Linked DNA regions of Siniperca chuatsi: region 1 is linked to region 2. Evidence: chromatin contacts called from public Hi-C data. All regions are on one chromosome and are shown on one strand. The core of a region is the stretch at or near the end of the contact, and the rest is flanking DNA. Distances in the headings are between cores, read along the strand shown.

Region 1 (6,271 bases), core at 1,133-3,632, 210 kb after region 2:
TGAACCGGCTCGCGAGGCACACCTAATTATTCATGATTTTATGTAACAAGATTTGGGTAGAAAATGAGGTCAGAGAACATTACTGAGAAGGAAGTGGATGAAATTGGAAAAGGGGAAAAGTTTGATCATGAGAAAAGAGCTCCCACACTGTATACACAGATAATATACCTTACCAGTTAAGAGACACGCGTTTCCGTATGCACAATCTGGATCAACACACCATATAAACCAGTTTGTCCTTATAAACAGTTAGCCTAAAAACTAAAATGTAAAAAGCTGCTTTTAAATACAACCCCATTAACAAAACTGCCAATAGTCAACAATTCATTAAATTCAGCCTCCATGCACACTGGTTTCCATATAAACCAGTTGAAACCAGTCTAAGATTTGGGTAACTGACAGTCTTTTTTTTTTTTTTATAAACCAGTTAGAAACCACACTGCCACACACACTGACAGTCTTGACTGTTTAAAAAACAGAGTACTGTACATACTGGCAGCCTATTTCTGCATAAACCAGTAGAAAACCAGTCTGCCATTAACTGGCATGAAGTCAACGTCTGCTCACCGAACAGGCAACCAGTCCTTCTCTGAACCACATCTACACAGTTCGTTTGTGTAACATTAAACGACTTAATTAACATAATTCAACAAATTTAATCGACTTATTTGTCTCCATAGAAACCCGTCAAAGGCGTAAAAATCACAAACCAACGGTCCGTTTCGACGTAAAACAGTTTAATATCAAACTAATCGGCAGTTCGTTGCAACCACCGTACAGTATGTACGCGCCAACGGTCCGTATCTATACAAAACAGGCATAACAGCGACTCTTAACGTTAAAGACAGTTCGTTTAAATACATAAACCAGTTGAAAATCTAGCACCCATTATTATCTGCCGGTCCGTTTCTCTAAAAACCAGTTAAAAACCAGTGTGGCGTTAGCGGCCAGTCTGTTCCTATACAGCCCGCTGACGGCGGCTTCACCTCAGATGACCCATCCAGCCAGACTGGCTGTCTGCTAGCTAGCCCCGTTTGAACCTAACATACAGCGGGGCAGCAACAACACTTGAACCGACACTACAAAACAAAACTGTCACTCGCTCTACCGTCACCGTGTCACGGAAAAACACACCGGGATTATTTTCTACTTGGCTCGGCGGAGTAACGCTAACTCGGATGGGAAGGAGGGGAAGAGGGAGCCAGCCAAAACAAATGCATTTCCCGACATGAAAGCATAACATCCAGAGACGGGCAGCCACGTTTCGTGCTGCTGCGAGCGGGGAAAGGCTAAAGCTAAAGCACTTAGCTTCACCGGGTTGGCCAGTCATTGACAGGGGCTAACTGGCTAGCGGCTAGCTCCGATGGCTAATAAATTTATTATGTGCACTTTCACCGGGGGTGGAGGGGGACGGCAAAAGTTGGCTACCAAAAAAAACAACGCGAACCGGATGACATTCACTTGTCTGACAACTATCCTCAAATATAACCCGAGACCAGTCGCACAGCCACTAAAGTTGCCCGACAGCCAGGTGTCTAACTGTTTTAATTCTAGTTTGGCTGCCGTGGAGGTTTGCTGGGTGATAGCAAGGTGATTCCCACTCTGAGAGCCTGTGATGGAGGGGACGGACGGACGGTCGGTCGCTAGCAGCAGCAGCAGCCTGGGCAGAGACAGCCAGGCGGCTAGTCTGGCTGCAACCAAGCCGTCTTTAATAACTTCACTTTTGCGGTCACTTTGGTCAAAATGTATCTACAGGAGTTAAATAAATAAGAAGTTTCCCTTGTGTCCTACCTGTGTGGAGTCTTTGGGTGCAGGGTGCGACAGCCTGGAAGTTGATTATTCCCAGATATCCAGAGTGGTGCGGTGCGGGGCGCATATAGCTAGCGCTGGGTACAGTAAAGATTGTAGCATAGCTAACCTAAAGACAACAGTAGAGAGGAGAAAAAAAAAAAACCTCCTCGTTGCTCATAGGGGGGATCGACGACAAAAACCACATGATCTTTTACGTCAGCATATATTTGCATAGGATGCCAAATTTATGTTTCGCGTCCAGGTGACGTGAAAATGTACAGAAAAGTTTGCTTATGGCGCAGACGGGCGCTGGCACGGCTGCTCGGGTTGCGGTGGAGAGGCGCAGGCATGTTGCAGCCACGCACCTCTGTCCCCCTCCTGCAGCCCTCATCCGCACCGGTCTGCTGTTTCGTGACTTACAGCACGGATGGCTGTTACTAAACATCACTATAACCGTGCTGTATATCCATGTAGGAACTTCCAGCACACCAGCGGTGCTCGATATGCAGTTTATAATGACTTTATGCGACGCAAAGCCACTTTTACCTGCAGTTGTATCATCACGCTGCCTCTGCAACAGTCCTGATGAAACTTATAGTTTTGCTCTGATGTATAGTATCCTCTTTTTTTGTTTTATAATGTCTAACTATAATTTCTTAAAGCCCGTTATAGTCAAATGTTTGCAAAAGCTCACATTCCTGTGTATAATGTATATAAAATGTATGATGTTATTTAAAAAAAAAAAAAAAAAAACATATGAAAATGCCAGTGTGCTGATTTTCTTAGAACACCTGTTTGATCCTGGAGCTGACCTCACAAACAGCAGCCTGCCCTGCTGCAGCAGCATCACACCCGTGTTAAATCAGCATCTGAAGAAATCTAGAAATCTAGTTCTGGTGGGAAAGAAAGAGGTGTGGAAGTTCAGTCCCCCGTGCGCCAGATTGCTGTCTGCATTTAATCAGGCTGATGTATTTTTGATAAATGGGCTTGTAGCTGATCAGATGCATTAAATGTAGAAACATCCCCACACAGGTCTGTGAAAAGACGACGGAGAGCGACACCTACAGGGGGATCTGAGAGCTGCACCCTGCCTGGTGGTCATGCTGTGATTCTTTACTTTGTGTTTATGGTGTAATATGTTCGGTTTGAGTGATTTCAAGAGCAGCAGTGGAAGCTGATTCAGTGACCTTTGACATCTGTGGTGAAATGTGCGTGTTCGCAACAAGATGAGCGGGGAAAAACGAGCTCCTAATCATCATGTGATTGATCACCACTTCTTTCTTTTTTTTATTTGCCTTTACCAAGTCACTTAAACATTTTATTTTTTAAACGTTGATTAGATTGTGACGCAGCATTTAGTCAAAATCCGAATATGTTTAAGTCTTTAGATTCAAAGATATATATATATATATATATATGTATATTAAAAGCAGTGTGACTTCTCATTCATCTCTACAGGTAAATAATTAATACTTTTTTCTCCACGAGGTCAGAGGTCAAGTGTAAAGCAGCAGCAGCAGCAGCCCTTGAATCCCTGCTGCTGATTTGTTTGTTTGACTCCCTCTTATCTATTTTACCGTTTCCTTAAACTATTTTAATGGTTTCATTATTACATTTTCATTTCTCGTGTGCATTGGTCTCAGCTTGTCAGTCATCTGTAAAGCACTTTTCACCTGTACGAAAGGTGCTATACAAATAAAGTTTGATTGATTCGGTTTAGTGATTTAGTGTGGTGTTGATGGCCACTGCAGGAGGCCTGTGTTGTTTCTGGTGTTTTGGTAATCAGTGTTGGTTTATTAGGATGGGAGCAGTATAATTTCCATGTTTTTATGGATGAGTACATTGAACCTTGAGCAGTAGACCAGGCAGCTTTCCAGGTGGTTTCAGATTATCTTGTGTTAAAGAATCACAACATGACCTGGTCTGAACTCCTGTTGTTCCCCTAAAACTTGTTAAAATATCGTGTGTCAGCCAGCTTCTTATAATTGACCCTCCTTCTGCAGCAGTCAGGAGTTTATTCAAAGTCAAATGCACTCAGGAAACAGCTTATTAAGTAAACTGCTTATTTTGAAACATCTGAAAACACACCGTCTTTGGGCTCAGACACACAGGGACAAGCTGGAGAAAATAATACACAGCCTTCGAAACAGAAATGACGCCACAGCCAGAGTCATCTTTGCAGAAGAGTTGTCTGCAACTGGAAGCTCTTGCCAGTGTCTCCAGAATACACAATCAGGTAATGTTGCCAGGCAAGAGTGCCAGCTCTAGCCAATAAGCAGAGTTTTGGCCAACATTGCTTAGCAACAAAAGTTAAAAACTGAACCACTCAAGGCTTAAAATAGTCTTTAAAATAGTAATCAAGAGCCGACAGTGTCACAAATGTCTGCAGATAAAACGCTTCGGAGGGAAGAACTGCCCTCCCGAAAAACCAAGAAAGTGAAAAGAAAAGTTTGTCTCCTGCCCTGACAAAAAGGATTTGTGCTCTACATTCATTGATTACAATTAAAGGTCTAAACTCTAAAGCAATGAACGGATTAAAGGACAATGGGCCCCTGGACACAGACATGTAAAAGGCCCCCCCGTCCCTCCTACATAGACGCAGGACACCCAGACTGAAACAAACACCGGCCATTTTGTGTCTCTTTGCAGTTGTTTGATTGAATTTCCAACAACTAATATTAGCAGTCACTCCCAACAGAGGCTCTGACCCAGGGGTAGGCTCGTTCAGGAATCCTCCGCTGTCTAAAACAGACTTTAAATGGTGACCTCTCACACGGTAAACTGAGAAATGTCAACTTTTGTGTCCCAGAACTTCAAAAACCAGAAGCAGAAACAAAAACTCAGCTGAATCAAACCACAGGAATCACTTCTTTTTGTTTTTATTCCCATTCACTCATTAATCACGTGGCCATTTGAATTTTGCAATCCACAACAAAACAGGAAAATGAGTGACACACCCCGGGAGGGAATTTGCATATTATTGTGGTTAACAAAAAGAATCATATATCTGTATAAAGAGACATAATAAAAAGGATATCGGGAAAACAAAAAAGCTTTTAGCAGGTTTTCAACCACACAGCGGTCATAAAAGTTATAATATAACTGATGTAAACTTTTAGATTTCACATTGGAAAGTAAAAACAGCACAACAGACTGCAGTCGTGCGGTTTTCTTTTTTGTCTTGCGACAGGAGCGTTTGCAGCCGCTAGCCTCCTTCCCGCAATTAATCAAATGAAGCCACCTGAAAAGGCAAAAAATGAAAGTCATTATTTGGTGTCACAGTTCAGCACACTGTGCCGAGGGGCTGTGGGTGGCTTTCTTACTGTTTTTAAGTTTGGGAGGCAAATATGTTTGAGAAGCTGCATCTGTAACAGTGTAACAGGGAGGTTTGACAAAGTGCCTGTGGATTACAAACAAGTCGTCTGGTTATAATTTAGTTTATTGTGCCATAAAAATAAAGACAGGGTTTATAATAAATATACACAATAAAAACATTACAAATCACTACAAATTAAAACATCAGGCGAAATATCTGCTGGCAACAGGGAGCTCGTAGTTTGTGCATGAGAGCAAGAAAAAAGCCCTTAAAAATACATATATGCATGTTAAAGTGGGGCAGGTTATAGGATGTTGCAGCTTTTTGATGCATCATAGAGATGGCTTTACTTCAAACATGTCCTCTGATAAAAAGGCAATCAGGACAACATCCAACACAGAGTACAGAGACTGATCAATAGAAAATGTGTCACTGTCAAAATACTAACAGGCAGCACTGTTAAAGATGCAATGAGCTTAGACAGATTGCCATCTGTCTAAGCTCATTGCTACTCGTATTCTTGCTTACATGCAACACTTGACTTGAACCAATGTCATGATACACACAACCTAAACTGTCATCTTCTAATATTTGAATAAAATAATTAAAGGGTTCAGTATGCCCGAAACAAAGTAGGACATGTCTGAAGGCAGAAGTGTAGATACCTGCTCTGAATGGCCTCCTCCTGGCTGCATCCCCCCGCCTCCCTGATCTCTCCCTAACGACTCTGCATCTTTTGTGTGTCTTTGTAGTCTCGAGGCCATGAATAATACAAATGGGGATAACGGAGCGCACTTTCAGACAGTGTCTCCTGGAAGATAGTGTTGCACTCGTTTTGAGCACGCGGAAAGTGACAGATGTAGTCGTGTGAAGAATGAAAACAGAGAGCTTGAGAGAGAAGTTCAAACCCTGCTTCCTTTCTCACCTCAGCACAGCTGGCCAATCACTGCGTAGACTGGGTGTGATTGTCGGCTTTGGAAAGAATTTGTTGGACGCATTGATTGTCACCTAAAATCAAAAGGGTGCATCCTCTGTACGGTGGCTTAGCTTGTCAGACTCCACACTGTCACTTTTGGCTCAGCTTTGCCTGTATTGTTAGCATGCAGCGAACATTAATGTTAGCATGCTATGTTGGCATTAAAATCAAAGCACAGCGGAGGCTGG
Region 2 (5,843 bases), core at 126-2,625:
ATTTCTGACGATGTCAGCAAAAACTGAACATTGTAAACTTTGTAAAAAAGGTGGAATTTATCTGTTGTATTGAATTGCATTAGATCGTACAGGTGTACCTAATAAAGTGGCCACTGACTGTATAATGCGGAACGTAAATGATCGGCGTATAAACAGGTTCGATTCAGATGCTGGGTTTTTAGTTTTGTTTCTTAGAGTCATTTGAATCTTTATGCTTTTACAAAGACACATTAAAAACCGGGGTGGAAAGTCACTGAGTACATTTACTCCAGTATTGTACTTGAGTACAATGTTATTGGGTACTTGTACTTTACTTGAGTATTTTCATTTTATAGTACTTTTAACTTCTGCTGCTTTAATGCATCTAATAATAATAATGTGATATATAATACAACTGTCTGAAAGGTGATTATACTTCTGTACTTTAAGATTTTGAATGCAGGACTTTTACTTGTAACAGTATTTTTACTTTGTTGTATCGCTCTTATACTCACACACACACACACACACACTCCTACCGCTGGTCTAACCGTTTGCGCTCTGACCTTTGACCTCTATGCTGTGACTTGTGTGTAAATGGTGATTCTGCTCTCCTGCTGCATCACATCTGCTAAATATCTCACATGTACAACAGTTAAAAGATTTAAAAACACCTGTGTATCATTTAAAAAAAAAACATTTTTACAGAAATATTCACCTTCCTTTAAATCTCCGTCCTGTTTGAACATCTTTCATTTATTTCCCTGTAAACAGCTGCTTCGTTCCTTTTAGTGTCGATTCCCACACTGAGCCAAAATCATTAATTCAGCGCCAAGTGCGCCTGGTGACATGCTATAGAAACCAGCAGCAGCACCATAGAAACCAGTCTAACCAGTCCAGGGAACATACTGTTCTCCAGGTTCAAACCACAGCCTTTGCATGTCTCACTCCACCTTTTTACCGGTCGGTTTAACAGACTGAGCTTTACGTTTTGGGCTTTGTTTTCTTAAACTCCGTCCTGATTTGGGGTGAATTTGTCCGTGAGGTTGCCAGAGACATTTTCGGGAGCCATGTTGGGGCGTTTTGGCACGTCTGTGTGGTGAAATAAGGGGGTTTGTCTTCTTGTTGCTTCTTTTTCCAGCAGATGGCAGTGTGAGCTCAAACACCCGCCTCTCCTCCTCTACTGTAAATCATGTAAAGCTGGTTGGGGTTAGGTAATACACCATTTGTTCACAGATCTGGGCATTATCCAGCCTTCCTGGAAGTTCACTGGCTGGAAACCCGGTGCCACTCAGAGGTTTTTTTAAACCAAATTTCTCTCCTTTCTGTTGCCTCTGTTAGTGAATGAAACATCAGGGTAAAAAGGTTGATTCACGTCCTTCACAACACCCAGCTCTGCTCCATTTTGTGGCGTTGGGTCTCCCTCGAAAACACCAGTTACATGCCGCAAATGGTCTGGCAGGGGCCTCCGTGAAAACACAAGCAGACCGCCGGCCTCGCAGGAGATAAAAGTTGACTGTTTTTAGTATAAAATAAAGAGGGGAAAAAAAGACGGGAGGGGAAAGAGAGGCGGCAACTGAAGAGTTAACCTACACAAGACCCGTCTGAACCAGGGGTGGGACCTGCTCCCCTCCTAATCAGAGCAGAGAGAAAGGGATGAGGGAGGAGGGGGAGGACGAGGAAGAGAAAATTAGAGTCGACACGAGTGGTGTGACGGGACGAACAGAGGCCGTGTGAGGACAGCTGAGAACCCTTTCACTACTGACCTACTTCTACTAACACACGTGTGTGTGTGTGTGTGTGTGTGTGTGTGTGTGTCTATATGGCAGGCTGATGAGGACAAAATCTCGTGTTTAATGCTTCACACGCACTCAAAAACACACACACTCCATCTTGGCAGCACACTCTCAAAACAAGTGGTTCTATATTGAACCTTTTTAGGTTCTACTGTATATCTTGGTACATACGTATACTGTATGTAGTGGTGGAACAAGTATCACAATGTAGAAATACTCTGTTACAAGTAAAAGTCCTGCATTCAAAGTTTTATACAAAAGTATTATCAAAATATACTTTAAAGTACTGATTATTCAGAATGGCCCAATTCAGAATATATATATATATATATATATATATATATATATATATATATATATATATTCCTCTCTTCATTCTTTACATCAGTGGGAATGGTTCGTGTCCCGCCGCTGTGAGATGTAGTCCCTGCAGGCTGCTATATATAATTTGATTATAATTATTGATGCATTATGTTCATCCCTTTAATGTTGCAGCTGGTAAAAGGTGGAGCTCATTTTAATGACTTTATATTCCGCTGGGTAGCTTGTGAATTTACCCAATAAAGGGATCAATAAAGTCTCATCTTAACCTCTTATAATAATTCATACTTTATTTGTTGTTTGTTTGAATCTGCAAAGTAACTTAAGTTATCAAATAAATGTAGTGTAAGAAAATTGAAATACTCAAGTGAGGTACACGTACCTCAAAATTGTACTTAAGTACAGTACATGTACTTACTAAAATGTACTTAGTTACTTTCCACCACTGCATATTTAGGACCCCTAAACTGTTCTATACAGATCCATTTTACTGGGTTGGGTCTTAAGAACCTAAAGTACTAAAATGTTCTTTGACAGCAGATCACAGGATAAGTTTTTATCTGATTAAAAGGTCACGCTTTAGCATTTATAAGCACCACATAAACATTTAATACATTGTTTATAACACTATAATCTAGTTGTCAATAACTTGAACTTGTTGTGTAAAGCATCCATAAGTGAAAGCTGGTGTTTAAACAGACAATGAATGGCAATATAATACAGTTGTAATAATATAAAATGCAGTCCGTGGCCGTTTTATTAGGTACACCTGTACAATCTAGTGCAGTCCAATACAACAGCTCTGCCATATCGTCTATCTCTACTCAAACTTTTTGGTGACATTGTCAGAAATGTGTAAAGTGAATTATGTCTATTACTGAGGTCATAGTTATAGGTGCTGTTGTACTGGACGACATTATATTGAGGTGTTTCTAGTTTTTTTGTCCTCCCCGTTTACATACATGAGGGGGTCAGAATAATAGAAACACCTCTGAATATAATGCAGCCCAGTACAACACCATTATGACCTCAGTGCTGTTGTATTAGATTGCATTAGATTCTACAGGTGTACCTAATAAAAGTCGCCACTGTGTGTGTCTTCATAGGAGAAGGCAAGATAATTGTACATTAATAAACACTTACATGTCCTTATGTCTGCTTACAACTACACTATAATGTTATATAAACAATGTATTATATACTGCGTGAAGTGCGGTTTAATGCAGCATTTGCTCTACACAGAAGACCAAATATATTTGTTTACAGCGCAGCCAAACAAACTCACATTGTTTTAATGGAGACATCAGTCAATAATATTTCTCTAATTCGCATTTATCGCTAACCTCTGTGACAAACACATTGCGTTTCCTGTAGCTACTTCACAATAAAAGCCACCCCTTGTTTGACCAGTTGAAGTCTTTTAATGTGAAGCGGCAGTACAAAACGTTGTGTTAGCATTAGCAGTAACTTGAGTGAACAGTTAACAGTGAGATCAAATTACAAACAATAACACTGGATCACAAGCTGCATCGTTTCCCCCTCAGTCCATCGTGTGTGTGAGAAGGCAATCTGACTCCAGCGTGGGAATGGCGGACTCCGCCACTAGCAATAATAAACAATAAAAATGTATATAAAGAGGTAATTACAGAATGTAAATACATTTAATGTATATTGCTGAAATATGAATGTTTACATAAATATGACCGTGTAGTCCCTCATTCGTCCAGGAGTGTTCCGTCGTAGAAAAAGGTTTCAGTCGTGGTCATCTGGACACTGTTTTCAGAATCAAGACGTTTCGGCTCCCATCCGGAAGTCATTCTCAATTGTGAAAATGGTCTGAGAACTCAGAAATTTAAGCTACTCTGTGCTGCTTAAGCCCTCGGGGAGGAGTCTTCCTGAGTGTCTGCTGTTTACCCTGCCTAGTTTCACCTGAAACTGACCATTTTCACAATTGAGAATGACTTCCGGATGGGAGCCGAAACGTCTTGATTCTGAAAACAGTGTCCAGATGACTACGACTGAAACCTTTTCTACGAAAGTTTACAAAACTGGGGTATGATTTCATAAAATTTTAAATACACAGTATGTAATTTCTGCTGCTATGGGGTCTCACAATCAAAACAATAACAAAAGACAGACTTTGATGACGTCGTGAAGCAGCATGGGATTATGCGAGTTGTTGTCTTCACTGTTAAACAATCACCATTGCCGATGAAAATCTGATGCGATTCAGACAGAAATCATAATTTACGGACGAGGTAATGTATTAAGGTTTTACAGAGACCGCTTCGCGACAGAACACGCAGCCAATGGCAATGAAAAATCGTCACGAGTGAGCAATACAATCAACAGTAAACAGTAGAGTGGCTGGCTAGCTAGTTCACCGACTTCCTTCCTCACTGACGTATCATCTGGCGTTTCCTGTGTTTCCCAGAAGTCATAGCAACCAAAAGGGGTGAAGAGGATACGACGCCATTGACCAAATGAAACGCACCGTTACCTTGAATAAAAGTACAGATTTCTCTGCGTTTGAACATTGTTGGAAAAACTAATTTAACTACACAATTCAACAAAATAATTAATTTAGGTCTAGTCATATTTTACACATTTTAATGCGGAAATGTTATTATGCCTTTAAGGATTAAAACTTTATGAAAATTCATGACCATGATCAACAGCGAACAAAATCCACCTGTGAAGTTGTTACATGTTACATCTTGTTTGTTTTGTCTGTGCAAAAATTAAAGTGTTAAAACAACAAATCGCAGAGTGTTAGAGGTGCTGGTAGGATTTTGTTACCTTTGGACAGAGCCAGGCTAGCTATTTCCCCGTTTCCAGTCTTTATGCTAAGCTAAGCTGCTTCTGGCTGTAGCGTCTTTTCCTGAACTGATCTAAGAGCGTTATTGGATTCATGCTTGCATCTTCTGTTGAAATGCTCACGATAAAAGAATCATCATACTTTATTACAAGCTTTGTTTTGATACCTGTTACCAAACATGGTGATACCATAGTATTTAGATAAGGTCAAAAATGTGATGGATAGATGTGATTTGGGTACAAAGAGCAAGGTGTCAACTGTCAGGTGAGGTGTCAGTGCTCTGCAGACGGACCTGCACACAAACGTTTGTGCTATCGTAAGCTAAGTTTCTATTCAAATGTAGCTCAAGAAAATGCAAATGAACGCTCATTTCCATCCACTACTGTTGTGTGAATACAAGTTCATTGATTGATGGAGATAAACAGCTGGTGGAGCTAATTCTCCTGTTGGCGCCATTAAAGCATCGAGATGACGTCATTAAAAGAGCTCCAGTCGACGCTCAAATGATGGAAAACATGATGGAAATGTGACGTTTCTGTTAGTTTCATGCATTAATGTGAGGAAGGTTACAGCCTCCTCATCGCTCCACACAGATCTGACGTTTTCAGCTCTTCATGCACGTCATCGTTTATTCACTAAGTCTGTCTCCATCGCACTTTGCTGCGATATTTCAACTCTCGTATTTCTGCCGTTTTTTTACGCGCAAATTGAAAATGTGCTAAAATGTGTGAACGGAAACGCACATACAGCTATCAGTGCGTGCGTTTCGGTTAACAGCTGTCAAAATGTATCACCCTGTCTAAATACTATGGGAGAACAAATTTTGGCTTACCTATCGAAATAAAGTATAAAAACGTTTACAGTGTCAAATGTTCAAAAGTCAAATAAAAAAAAAAAAGTTTTATTTTTTGTACAAATCTAATAGTTTC

Evidence for each region. Hi-C and Micro-C count contacts between places; a contact is called where the count stands out from the background.
Region 1: a Hi-C map of liver shows a contact between it and region 2, with 4 times the contacts expected there. The contact joins the promoter of LOC122864243 here to the enhancer-like site in region 2. A contact is called at or near these places in 2 of 3 Hi-C or Micro-C datasets (liver and skeletal muscle).

The regions. Positions count from the first base shown.
Region 1 is chrLG17:2,836,470-2,842,740 of ASM2008510v1, forward strand. LOC122864243 (zinc fingers and homeoboxes protein 2-like) reads right to left here and starts at 2,383. Exons shown (of 4, transcript XM_044171511.1): 1 at 1,792-2,383.
Region 2 is chrLG17:2,625,251-2,631,093 of ASM2008510v1, forward strand. It overlaps LOC122864242 (a long non-coding RNA gene), which reads right to left. Exons shown (of 6, transcript XR_006375181.1): 6 at 2,442-3,698. Among protein-coding and RNA genes, the nearest start is that of LOC122864241, 19 kb to the left of the region's middle. Within about 2 kb of position 1,376, the one cell type or tissue checked has an H3K27ac peak away from gene starts, as active enhancers do. A contact at or near this core is called in liver, where this site is marked.